Linked DNA regions of Mus musculus: regions 1 and 2 are each linked to region 3. A link is a contact called in public Hi-C and promoter capture Hi-C data. All regions are on one chromosome and are shown on one strand. The core of a region is the stretch at or near the end of the contact, and the rest is flanking DNA. Distances in the headings are between cores, read along the strand shown.

Region 1 (3,695 bases), core at 938-3,437, 140 kb after region 3:
GAAGGAGGTTAGCACAAAGATCTGTTTGGAAGATGGACACAGGTTTGGCTGACCTTCGAGAAGGGGCATGAGAAAGAGATGAGTCTGTGTTTTGGCCTGAGCAACTGGAAGGATGGAGTCACCACGGGCAGACACAGAAAAGAATGAAGAGTTTTTGCTAGGACTGGAAATCGAATGTTTGGTTTGGAATCTATACTTTTAGGGACATGGATTCATGACTTGTGGATCTATCAAACAGAACTTAGATGTTGGAATTTTGCCATAGACATAAATCCTGAAGAAGACAAAACAGAAAGCATGGTTATTCTTTATCAGTACAGAAACAACTTGACACTATCCAAACTGAGCCATCACTCCGTACACTTTCGCAGAACATTTTACAGGGCGGGTTCTGGCTGTCTGCAATCTTCCTGTGGTTGCTAAGATAAATAAACAGTATATGCATCCCTCTGGATGCCTTTGCTCTCATCTTGTTAGTATAATCCAAACTGGCCTTGCTGGACCACACCAAGAATGAGAAGCCTCCTGATTAAGGATTGCATTGTTTGTATTAACATCCAGTTGTTTTCTCTTGCGAATTTAAGATTGTGTAAAAGTCTCTGGTCCCTCAAGAGTTCACATCAGCAAAAGCATTGCTCGAACTTCCCTGAAGGCTGCTTGATAACTCAATGATGGTTTCACAGTCACGAATGGACAGTACTAAAAGAGAAAATAGCATATTCCTGAAAGTGCAGGCGATCTTAGTGGGGTTCAGGCATTAACTGTATAAGCATGTGTAACTGCAAAACCATAAAAATGTGTGAATTTCATAGCTGAAGCCATATCTCATGGGAAACTAAGAGGCACATTTAGACAATTAGGTTACATTAATCATTTGCTTATAAAGAACACATATGATCACTTGATCTGATAAAAAGAATGAGTAAAAAGAAGTCTTGAAAAAATTTATTTTTCTTTCTCTTTTCATACAGTGTGTAGGTGAGGGGTGAGAGGTGAACTCTTTCAATCTGAACATGTTTTTATGAAAGAAAATGGAAAGAAAGTCTCTGTCTGACAACTTAGTTAATTGTTTAATGAATCCACGTGTTTGGTGAGGAGTTAGAATGTTGCAGAAAGTATGCTGGATTTGAAGAAAACAAAGTGTCTTATGTCCTGATTTAAAAGATAAACTCAAAATATTACTTCTGCATTTTTCTCTCTTCCCTTCCCTTCCCTTCCCTTCCCTTCCCTTCCCTTCCCTTCCCTTCCCTTCCCTTCCCTTCCCTTCCCTTCCCTTCCCTTCCCTTCCCTCCCCTCCCCTCCCCTCCCCTCCCCTTCCTTTCTTCCTTTCTTCCTTCCTTCCTTCTTTCCTTTTCCTTTCTCTTTTCAGACAGGAATTTCATCATGTAGCAGAGGCTAATCTTGAACTTATGACCCTCGTGCATCAGCTTTCCTAGTGCTTAAATTGCAGGCACGGAAAACCACATCTGGCTACAACAATGTTTTTAAAATTAAGTTAAATAACAATATCTAAGAAGGTCCTAAGAGGAAATTAAAGTAAAAAAAAATATTGCATCATCACTGTAGATTAAATTTCCTGTGGCTGATCCCACTTCAGGACAGTCATCTGGAACACTGTAACAAATGCCAGGCCACCTACAAGTCAAAGGACAGCTTTCACTTGGAATCAGGAAATGACAAACAAATGCAGGACTCCAGATGTTTCCGGATGCTGCTTTTGTTTTTAAAAACTAAAACTTCTCACAACATCTGGATTGATAGGAATAGCTTTGAAAGTTATTCCTTCCTGGAGTCAGCAGCTCTCATTGGTGAGAGTTTTATTTTGCAAAGATGGATGCTAATAAAGCAGTGGTTTCTCTGAAGAGGAAATTAATGATTTCTCCCGTGAGCATCTGTGAGTCAGCTCAAGCTTGCAGGCTGCTGTGGTTTCCACAGAGCAAACATTTTCTCCAGATGTTAGTGTCTATTTCTTTTTTCGTTTTTTAAGAGAAATGGGCCCTTTACTTGGGATGCACAGCTAGAAACATTAATACAAATACAAGTATCTATGTTATACATAAAGCATAGTTCTGATTTGGTTTCATTTACACTGAAAACACCATGACCAAAGGCAGCCTGGGGAAGAAAAGTACCTATCCCATTTTTGTTACCAGTCCTTAGTCATAGTATCATAGTCCATCATCAAGTATCTATTTCTACATTTTCTTCACTGGACATGCCAAAGACCTTGGTCAGACGGCAGTGGTGGCAATGCAGTGAACAGTGTTTTGTGAATTTCTGGTGCTTTTTATTTTATTTCTTCCGTTTTTGCACATTTTATATTGTGATAGATGAATCAAAACACAAGAGAGTGCATATCAAGGAGATGACATGTGACCTTCCATTTCATGCACGATGTGTAATTTGTAAATCAAGTTGGTTGAATGTGATGATGCATACCCGCTACTCTAGCCATTAGGAGGAAGGAGCAAAAGGAGAACTGTGAGCTTGAGGCCAGCCTGGTTTCCATGGTGAGGTCTGGTCCACCTGACTTCATAGTGAGACCCTGTCTGAGAAGAACAAAATAAGCAACAACAACAACAAGAACAAGTCAGTTTAAGCATCACTAACTCCTCAAATATTAGTCATTTCTTCATGGGCAAAGACATCACAATATTCCAGTTTTATTTTTTTAAGATTCCATTCATTATCAGTGTCTGAGATCAGCATGCTTTTAAGAACATACCAGAGCTTTCTATTTTCATCTCTTGAAGCATCAAGAGATGCTCAGTCTCTCCCCATCCTTTCCCCAGCTCTGGCAGCCCCTTTCTCTTCTCAGCTTCTGTGAGACCAGCTTTGTAGATTAAACTTATGAGCGGAACCATGAATCTTGTGTCCCTCCGTGTCTGGTTTATCTCACCTAGGGCAACAACTGTGTCTTCCAACTGCATTCCTTCACTTGTATACAGTGGAATACTTCATTTTTGTTTGTTTTAGACAGTATCGCAGTGGAACACAGCTTGGCCTGGAGGTTACAGCAATCTCCCTCTGTCAGTCTCACAAATGTTGGAATTGCAGGTATGAATTAACATACCTGAATAGGAAAGCTAATGGCGAATAAAAATAAAAAGAATGAAACTCTCAATTGCAACAATCTGGCTGGAACTGGTTCTTTTAACTCTTCAGAACAGCAGGCTGCTGTCGGGTTAGACCCACTCTCTGGTGTTAGAGTAACTTACAAACGGAGTGCTCTGCGTTTTGCATGGTTGTGTTTGGTTTAGACTTGTATATATGCAACTATTCTTATTGCTGTTTCTCAATTGATAATGAATAATACTGTGGTAAGAAAAGCCAATCAGGGCTGAGAGATTCACAAGGGAATTGATATATTTATGAATGTGGCTATGTGAGCAAATGTAAGCATCTCCTGTTCTCCACAGGGAAAGGAGCCACAGAGCTGGACGTGTTGGTGAAGGAAACTGATCTTTTCCGGGATCTGTCCTCACTGGCTCCTATTTCTCTTTCTCTTCCTTTATTTTCTCTTCTTCTATTTATGCATTCCATCCCACACATGTCACAAAGGCACACTCTTGTAACATAAATGATAAGAAAAATAGAGCCTCCTTCGTGGCTCCTGCAGACTCAGGTCTCAAGAGTACAGAAAGAGTGGGCAGGCAGTCTAAGTTGCCGGGTGGAAACTTGAACAGCCACTGCCA
Region 2 (3,649 bases), core at 516-3,015, 210 kb after region 3:
ACGCAGATAAAAGGGGATTTAATGAATGGGGAAACTATATTGGAGACAGTGACATCCCATTAGAGGAAAATTGAATGAACTAGGTGGTTTGGTACTGTCCTGGGGCCTGTAAGAGGCTCAGGAAGGTTTCAGTAAATTGGTGCATGTGTAGATCAAGACTTATTTTGTTAGAACTATGTAAAGAAATGACAGAACTAGAAATCGCATTTCAATGAGTAGATTGTAAGTGGAACAGTGGATGGAAAATAGACTGGAGACATAAGTGGAATGCACTGATTTTTCCCACTGAATACATAGAAATATTTGGGTAATAAGTTTAGAAATGACCTGTCAGTTTGTTCCGAAAGAAAGTTGGAACTTTGGAACTGTGTAGATTCGAACGTCCCATCTCACTTCTATCCCATGAGTTTAGAAAAATAAAAAGAAACAGGGAGAATAGAAAACAAACAAACAAAAAGACCAAACATGATTTAGAAAAGAGAGGGTTGGTTTTGAAAAAAGAGTAAAAAATATCTAACTTATTATTAAAATTATGTCCTGAGTGTACGAGCAGGGATATGAAGAGATTTGGATGAATCATCCCTTATTTAATCTGCAGCCATTACCACGTGTGTCTTTTCTAGCTAGGTGTATAGCACAAATTCCAAAGAAAGCCTTGTACCTGTATTTACTTATTGTTTTTTCAAACCTAAATTTGTTAAGTAGTCCATTGTTGATGTGTAGATGATACAACTGAGTTCTAATTGACCCACATAAGATCAGGGAAAGGTAGGTTTAGAAAGGCCCTTCCACAACAGTGCCCTCTGTCTTTGATACAACTCCTGTGAACAGTGTTGCTGGGGCGTAGTCATTAAAGTCTTTTACCACTTGGTAGCCTACACTTCTCAAACAAAATGACTACAGTCAACAGAGCACAGCCCCACGCAAGACAGGGTTTATTTGCATCCCCCCCCACTCCCCATGAACAGAATTTCTGCTTTCTCCCCTTGAACGTGATAAATAGAAGAACTTACCCATATGTTAAATAAATGAAGCCACTGCACCAGAATGCCTTTTAAGTCACTGAATGCAAAACATGTGCTAAAATATAATAGTAAAAGACCTCCTGTCTTATTAGTTACTTAAAGTTATTATTAAGGAGTGTGGAATATAGACATAAAATTGATTCTGTAGAACAAAGGTGATTACCAAATTCAGTACTTAGATGAGCTATAGCTACTCAGGGAGGATTTTAATTTTTTGCAAATGTATGTTTTCCTTAATAAAAAGATTCCAGCATCTGTTTCATATCAGAGATGAATAAAATATGTCCACATGAGCAGAATACATTGGCCTTTACTTTTGTGTTTAATTGTTTTAAAAGATCATTTAGAGAAAAAAAAACACATTTCCAAATCTTTTGTTTTCGTTACAATTAAAATTCTACTCAGTTGCTGCCTGGTGGATCAGATCTGTACATCAGTGCATTTTAACATCCCTGGAATTGTGGAGTAAGAGGAAAACTTCCCTTGACTATTGAAAAACATTCGTGGACTTAAAAGAAAATTTTTCTTTGCTGAGCTTCATAGGTGACAAGGTACTGGAATTGTTGGATGGGTTGAAATTGGAGCCAACAGTGCACACACCTTACAAAGGACTCTAAAAATCTGACAGCAAAGATTGGGTCAATTCATTACTGGGAGCAGCAGTGACCAATAGGAAAGGAAGGAGAAGATCCAAGAGGGCTGAGGTAAGCCATCCTGAAGCCTGTCAGAGTGGAAACAATACATCAAAAGCTCTTCTTGGTGACCAGTCATCCTACTTTTCATTTTTTTTCAGACTGGAGATTTAATAGCATAAAGTCAAAACATTTTTTTTCTTTTTGTTATCCCCCATCAACTTATTTTAGCTAACCTAACACCAGCCACAGGACTCAACGGTATATTCCTGGAAAGCAAGGTAAACTATTTTGTACTTTTTACAACTTTTGGGTTGGAATTAAGACTTCTGATTCAAAAGATTCAAGATTACAATTTCAATAATTAATGCAAAAAATGCATGATTCTACTTTGAAAAAAAATTAGATTTTCTTTGTTGGAAGCCATCCAGAGGAGCATTCTGCAGCCAGAGGGATTCTGACAGCTTGCAGAAGCAGACCTGGACTTTAATGGGAGGAATTAAAGGCCAACATTAATAAGTGATTTTATTTTCAGGTCCCTATGAATCAGTGAAATGTATTTGCGCTTCGTTGGTATAGCTAAATGTATATTAGGGAAATTGAAACGTTTATATATGTGTGTGTAACACATATGTTATAATAGTGTCTTTAAAATACTTACTATACTTATATTTTTCTCGAGACAGTAGTTCTTTGTGACTGTTATATGGGGTGCTATTCAATGGGGAAAGTTTCTCTCCTCTAAAATTATCATACACCAGAATGTATTAAACTAGTTTTTGTTAGTATCTATATTGGACCTATAAGTATAGGGGAATTTCTGACCTATGTTCTAAATATTTTTTATTCTTTCTTATCCTGATTATTTATGCAATATTTGAATAAACATAAGTAATACATTGGCAGTATATGCAATTTCTGTCATATACAGTCATGAGCATATATATATGCATTTGTTCAAAATAGAAAGTCTAAATGAAGGAGATTGTAAGAATTATATAGGAGATAATGGTTATGTGAGACAATTCATATTCCATTTCATGGCTGCCCATCTTGATTCTGATACTGTACTTAAAGCTATACAACTCTTTCTCAAAAGGAAAACTTACCTGAAAAGTTCAGAATCAGAGATGAGTCACACACTTTTCTTCAGATCCTAGACCCTTCCTTCACCATAACCTTCTAAATTGTCCTTTGATCTCTACATGTCTTTGGTCCATGGGCCAAAGAACCTGGAAAATATCCTCCAGATGTTGGCTCATTTAAGGGTAAAAATAAAAGCACATGCAGATGCCCATCTCTGAGGAACGAAGTCTCCACTTCGCTTGTTAGTTCACGGTTTGTTCTTTTATACTCACTACTGGTTTCAGTGAAGTTTCTTGAATTAATAACTTGAAATGGAAAAGCACTTAAAGTTGCTGAGCTTTGCTTTCCGTTTCTCAGCCATCGCTATGACTCAGTTCAACCCAGATTGCTCAGTGGCTGTGGATTTCTTTCAGTGTCTGTAAAGTGCTTTTCCTATGATGGGTACTCAATAAATGTGACTTCGTTTCTATGCCTGGATGGGAAGTTGATACTCTCAGCTTTCCTGTAAGGAAACAACGCATACGGATTTGATGCATGCAAGTGTTTAAAGACTAATGGATTATTCGTAACACTTGTTGCTTATTCCACAGGTGCTGTAATGGCAACCCCAAACTGTTTAATACTCTGGGTGTTACTCATAGCAGATACTGTGTGGACACAGAGTGTGAGACAGGCCTATGAAATACAGGACCCAGAGGACTGGGATGTCCACGACGACTTCTATTGTCCCAGAGAATGCTTCTGTCCTCCCAGTTTCCCTACTGCCTTATACTGTGAGAACAGAGGTCTCACAGAAATCCCTCCTATTCCTTCAAGGATCTGGTACCTCTACCTGGAAAACAACCTGATTGAATCCATACCAGAGAAGCCCTTTGAGAATGCCACCCAGCTGAGATGGATCAATTT
Region 3 (3,829 bases), core at 888-3,387:
GCTTCATCTCCAGTTTCTCCTTAAAACCCTGTAAGCAAACAGACATGCAATGGAAGGGCCTGGAGAGATGGCTTTAAAAATGCTTCTTGTACAATGATGAGGGTCAGAGTTCAGAAGCTAGCATGTATTTAATACACAGAGCATCCACAACCTGCCTTTAACCCAAGTTCTCAGGGCTGGAGATAGAGACAGGAGGATCGCTGAGACTAGTTGGTTTCTAGTCTAGCCAGGGAAAGGCAAACCCCACATTCAAAGGAAAACCTTTAAACAGATAGAGGTGAAAAGCTTTTTCCCTTTTGTAACCTTTGCATACATACAGAAACACGTTGTATACAATCACACAGACATCCATTCACACATAATCTTTTAATCTTTAAAAGTAGAGCAGACAGATGATGTCAAACAGAGTAGTTTGTTACGAAACAATGGCTAAGTGGATAAGAACATGTACTGCTCTACAGAGGGCCCACATTTGGTTTCCAGCACATATCTGGTGACTCACAAATATCCTATGCCTTCGGTCTCTGTAAGCACAGTGACCCACATTTGGTTTTCAACACATATCTGGTTGCTCACAACCATCTGTAGCTACAGTTCCAGGGGAATTCTATGCCTTGGGTCTTTGTAAGCACCACATTCACATGCCTATACATATATGCACACACAGATGCATTATTAAAAATAATAAAGATAACAGATTCAAAATGAAGAACCAAGGGCTAAAACTTCATCAGATGGGTACTATGTTGTGTACGAGATGTGTTCAAGATCAAGACAGACAATAATCCCAGAACTGAGGAGGGGAAGTAGGTACAAACCCACCTCCTAATGCTAGCTAAGGAGGTATTAACATTTGATTGTTATTGTTTCTGGAAGAGAGAAAGTCAGTTGATTTGTTCAATGTAATGATATCTGGTATATGTACCACATAGGCCTCATGCTTAGGAAGAGTTAGCACAAACTGCTTTCCATGGTTTTGGTTTTTGTTTGTTTGCTTTTGTTGTTACTGTTGTTAATTTGTTTAGTTTTACTTTATGGGAGAGAGAGAGAGAGAGAGAGAGAGAGAGAGAGAGAGAGAGAGAGGGAGGACATGGCATTTAATGGATAGGGGTAGAAGAGAATCTGGAAGAAGTTGGAAAAGAGGCATGAATATGACTGAAATATCTGAAATATCATGTATGAAATTATCAAAGAATAAATAAAAACATTATTTTAAAAATAGACATTAAAAGGAAAAAGCAACAGAGTGATTATAAAGTAGGAAGAAAGCCCAGAAGAAGGTTTAGACATGGAAGTTGTGAAGTTTTCTTCTCCCCCAGTGGCTCCATGGAAGGGCAATGTGAGGCAGATTTGTTTGCATAACTACTCTTTAGATGCAAGTTTACTAGATTAAACTACCTTGGTCACATATAAAGAATCATACAGAGAAGTTTTGTGTTCCCATCGGGATATTTTGGATGTCAAGAACAAGAACATGAAATCAGCACACTGTTCAGAGAGACAGAAAAATGAATGATCTTCGAGTCTGTAGTCTTTTCCAGTTTCCAGAGGGAAGAAAGAACTCAAGTGAAAAGAAGGGTAAGGTTGTCAAGGTGAGTCAGAGCCTACAGTGACTGAGCCCTCGTAAGTGGAATGTATACTTGGAGGTTCAAGCAAGCTGCTTTCAACTTAGAGGTAGGTCTACTCTTTCAACAAGCGTCTGATGCTTGCCAGGACCAGAGCAATATTAAACATTTATCTTGGGTTAAATCTCCAGTCTTTGTAATTCAATAAAAGGGCTGGCTGTCTCTTAGAAAATCGAGCCAGCAAATCCTACAGTACTATGGAAATTGGAATGCATTGAAGAGAAAACTGTGCCTTTGGGTTCTGGCAATACATAAAGAAACGAGATGAAATCTGTATGTAAACACAAAGGGGAACAGGGAGCTGTGGTGAGTTCATAGATAAACGTGGTGTAAGTGGAGAGGATTTACCCGAATACCCTTTGAAAAGTGGCCTGCAGAATCATCTTAGCACAACGTTAATGCTTGCAGAATGTAAGAACAAGTACCAAAGGAGAGGCTGGCAGTGCTTACCCATTTCAAGAGTCCTTAATGAAAGCAGACAAGAAGCAACTGGTGTTGGGAGGTAGCCATAGGGAAGCCAAGTGTGGGAGCTTACATAGGAGAGAGCGGAGAGAGGCAAAGGAAAGGTGCATTGCATATGATGTATCATGAAGAGAATCATTTTCTTCTTTAGACATTTTTACATTTCAAAGACTTGCAACAAAGGAACTCATAAAAGTAGGGGAAAATTCAAGTTTAAAATGTTTTTTCCAACTTTACCCAGCCTTTTCCAGGCACGTACATCTTTCAGAGAATAACAGATTAACGATGTTTTGGTACAAACCAGATAATTGGGTTGTGTGGCAATATTTGTACAAAACTAAGATAAGGCTGTGTTTTCCTGTAGCTTCCTGTGCTTATTCCTCTGAGTGTTTGAGGCAACACTTCACAGGCCAAGATAAAATATGGCCCCACTAATCCTGGCACTCAGAGAGTTTCCAGTCTTTGTCTTTGTAAGCAATGGTGCAAAAAAAATAAAATAAAAGTCTTACATTTCCAGAGATCCTGTGTCAGGTCAGGAGATGCAGGCCAAGAGTTCAAAGAACTCTAAAAGATACCACCAGACTATAATCCTCCCATTTATTTTATTTTATTTCAATACAATGTTGTAATTTTTCTATGTAGACATCAGGATCAATTAGGTACAATGACAAGGACTGTTCCAAGTATAAGACCAACCTTGGCTACACAGTGAGTTCAAGGCCAGCTTGAACAAGAAACAGGATTCTGTTTCTTATTTTTTTTTTTTCTGTTTGCTTGGTTTTGTCTGGATTTTTTTTTTTTTTTTAAGAAAAAACTGTGATTATCTTTGTTTCATTTTGTGCTTGTTATTTAATGAACCTTTAGAGATTGATGTTTATATATTAAAATGGGAAGAATAACCTATGTAAACTCATTTTTTTCTTAATGTCTCTGTATATTCTATGAATTGCTTATGAGCCAAGCAAAAAAATATCCATATGGCCGCTGGGTTCTTAATTTTTGAGAATTATATTGAAAATAATTTTGTGGGAAACAAATATGCATATGTTAGTAGGCCAGTGCACATGTACAGAGCTTTAATAGTTATTGCAAGATAAATACACATGAACATAAATTCTCAGTGAGAAACTACACGTGACCAGCTTATTGAAATCACCATTTTAGAATGACTTCTAACTCTGAAGGGAAGATTACTATAGTATTGAATTATATAAGCAGCAGTATGGACTGTCCAATTAAACCCAAGCAGTTAAAAACAGACACAACCTCATCTATGCATGTCTAGCTGCTTTATATATGTGTAACTCTATGTTTGTGTTTGCATTTCTATGCATGCATATGTATCAACACCTACATATATGAGTATATGTATATGAGTGCCTCTGTTAAACTGGATAACTGAATATATGGCTGATATGTCCATTTCTAAATTCTCTATTATCTCTCCTTAGTCTGTTTGACATGTTTTCAAACTTTTAGTTGTTGTCCTTTGCTTATTTTATACAACATTTTCCCTTGTTACTTTTAATATTATAAGCTATACCTAATTTTACACTCCAAAATAATGAAAGGCCTTGTACCTCACTTAGAGACTTGTTCAACACTGAATTCATTCAATTTTAAAAGTAATCTCACTGTTTTCATTGAAAATATATCCTATTCCTGCTCTCTATCTTCTTCATCTTGTATCCACAGATGATTTTCCTTTGTTTTATTGCAGCAACTGGCATCTTCAGGCATGT

Evidence for each region. Promoter capture Hi-C pulls out the DNA fragments that hold promoters and counts their contacts. A called contact is a pair of places that touch in the nucleus more often than the background predicts.
Region 1: a Hi-C map of the N1E-115 cell line shows a contact between it and region 3, with 3 times the contacts expected there. The contact joins two enhancer-like sites. A contact is called at or near these places in 1 of 15 datasets of contacts at CTCF or cohesin (the NIH/3T3 cell line), 1 of 484 Hi-C or Micro-C datasets (the N1E-115 cell line) and 3 of 115 datasets of contacts at active chromatin or transcription factors (fibro-adipogenic progenitors, heart atrium and vascular smooth muscle cells).
Region 2: a contact with region 3 is called in a promoter capture Hi-C map of cranial neural crest. The contact joins the promoter of Kera here to the enhancer-like site in region 3. A contact is called at or near these places in 7 of 39 promoter capture datasets (the 3T3-L1 cell line, cranial neural crest, embryonic stem cells and 4 more).

What each region holds. Positions count from the first base shown.
Region 1 is chr10:97,535,469-97,539,163 of GRCm38.p6, forward strand. No RefSeq gene overlaps it. Among named protein-coding and RNA genes, the nearest start is that of Lum, 28 kb to the right of the region's middle. Within about 2 kb of position 2,188, at least 21 of the 459 cell types and tissues checked have an H3K27ac peak or open chromatin away from gene starts, as enhancers often do. A contact at or near this core is called in the N1E-115 cell line, where this site is marked.
Region 2 is chr10:97,605,440-97,609,088 of GRCm38.p6, forward strand. It overlaps Kera (keratocan), which reads left to right and starts at 1,766. Exons shown (of 3, transcript NM_008438.3): 1 at 1,766-1,938; 2 at 3,334-3,649. The coding sequence starts at 3,342.
Region 3 is chr10:97,395,619-97,399,447 of GRCm38.p6, forward strand. All of the region lies in intron 3 of Gm34114 (a long non-coding RNA gene), which reads right to left. Among named protein-coding and RNA genes, the nearest start is that of Mir3966, 26 kb to the right of the region's middle. Within about 2 kb of position 2,138, at least 17 of the 459 cell types and tissues checked have an H3K27ac peak or open chromatin away from gene starts, as enhancers often do. A contact at or near this core is called in the N1E-115 cell line, where this site is marked.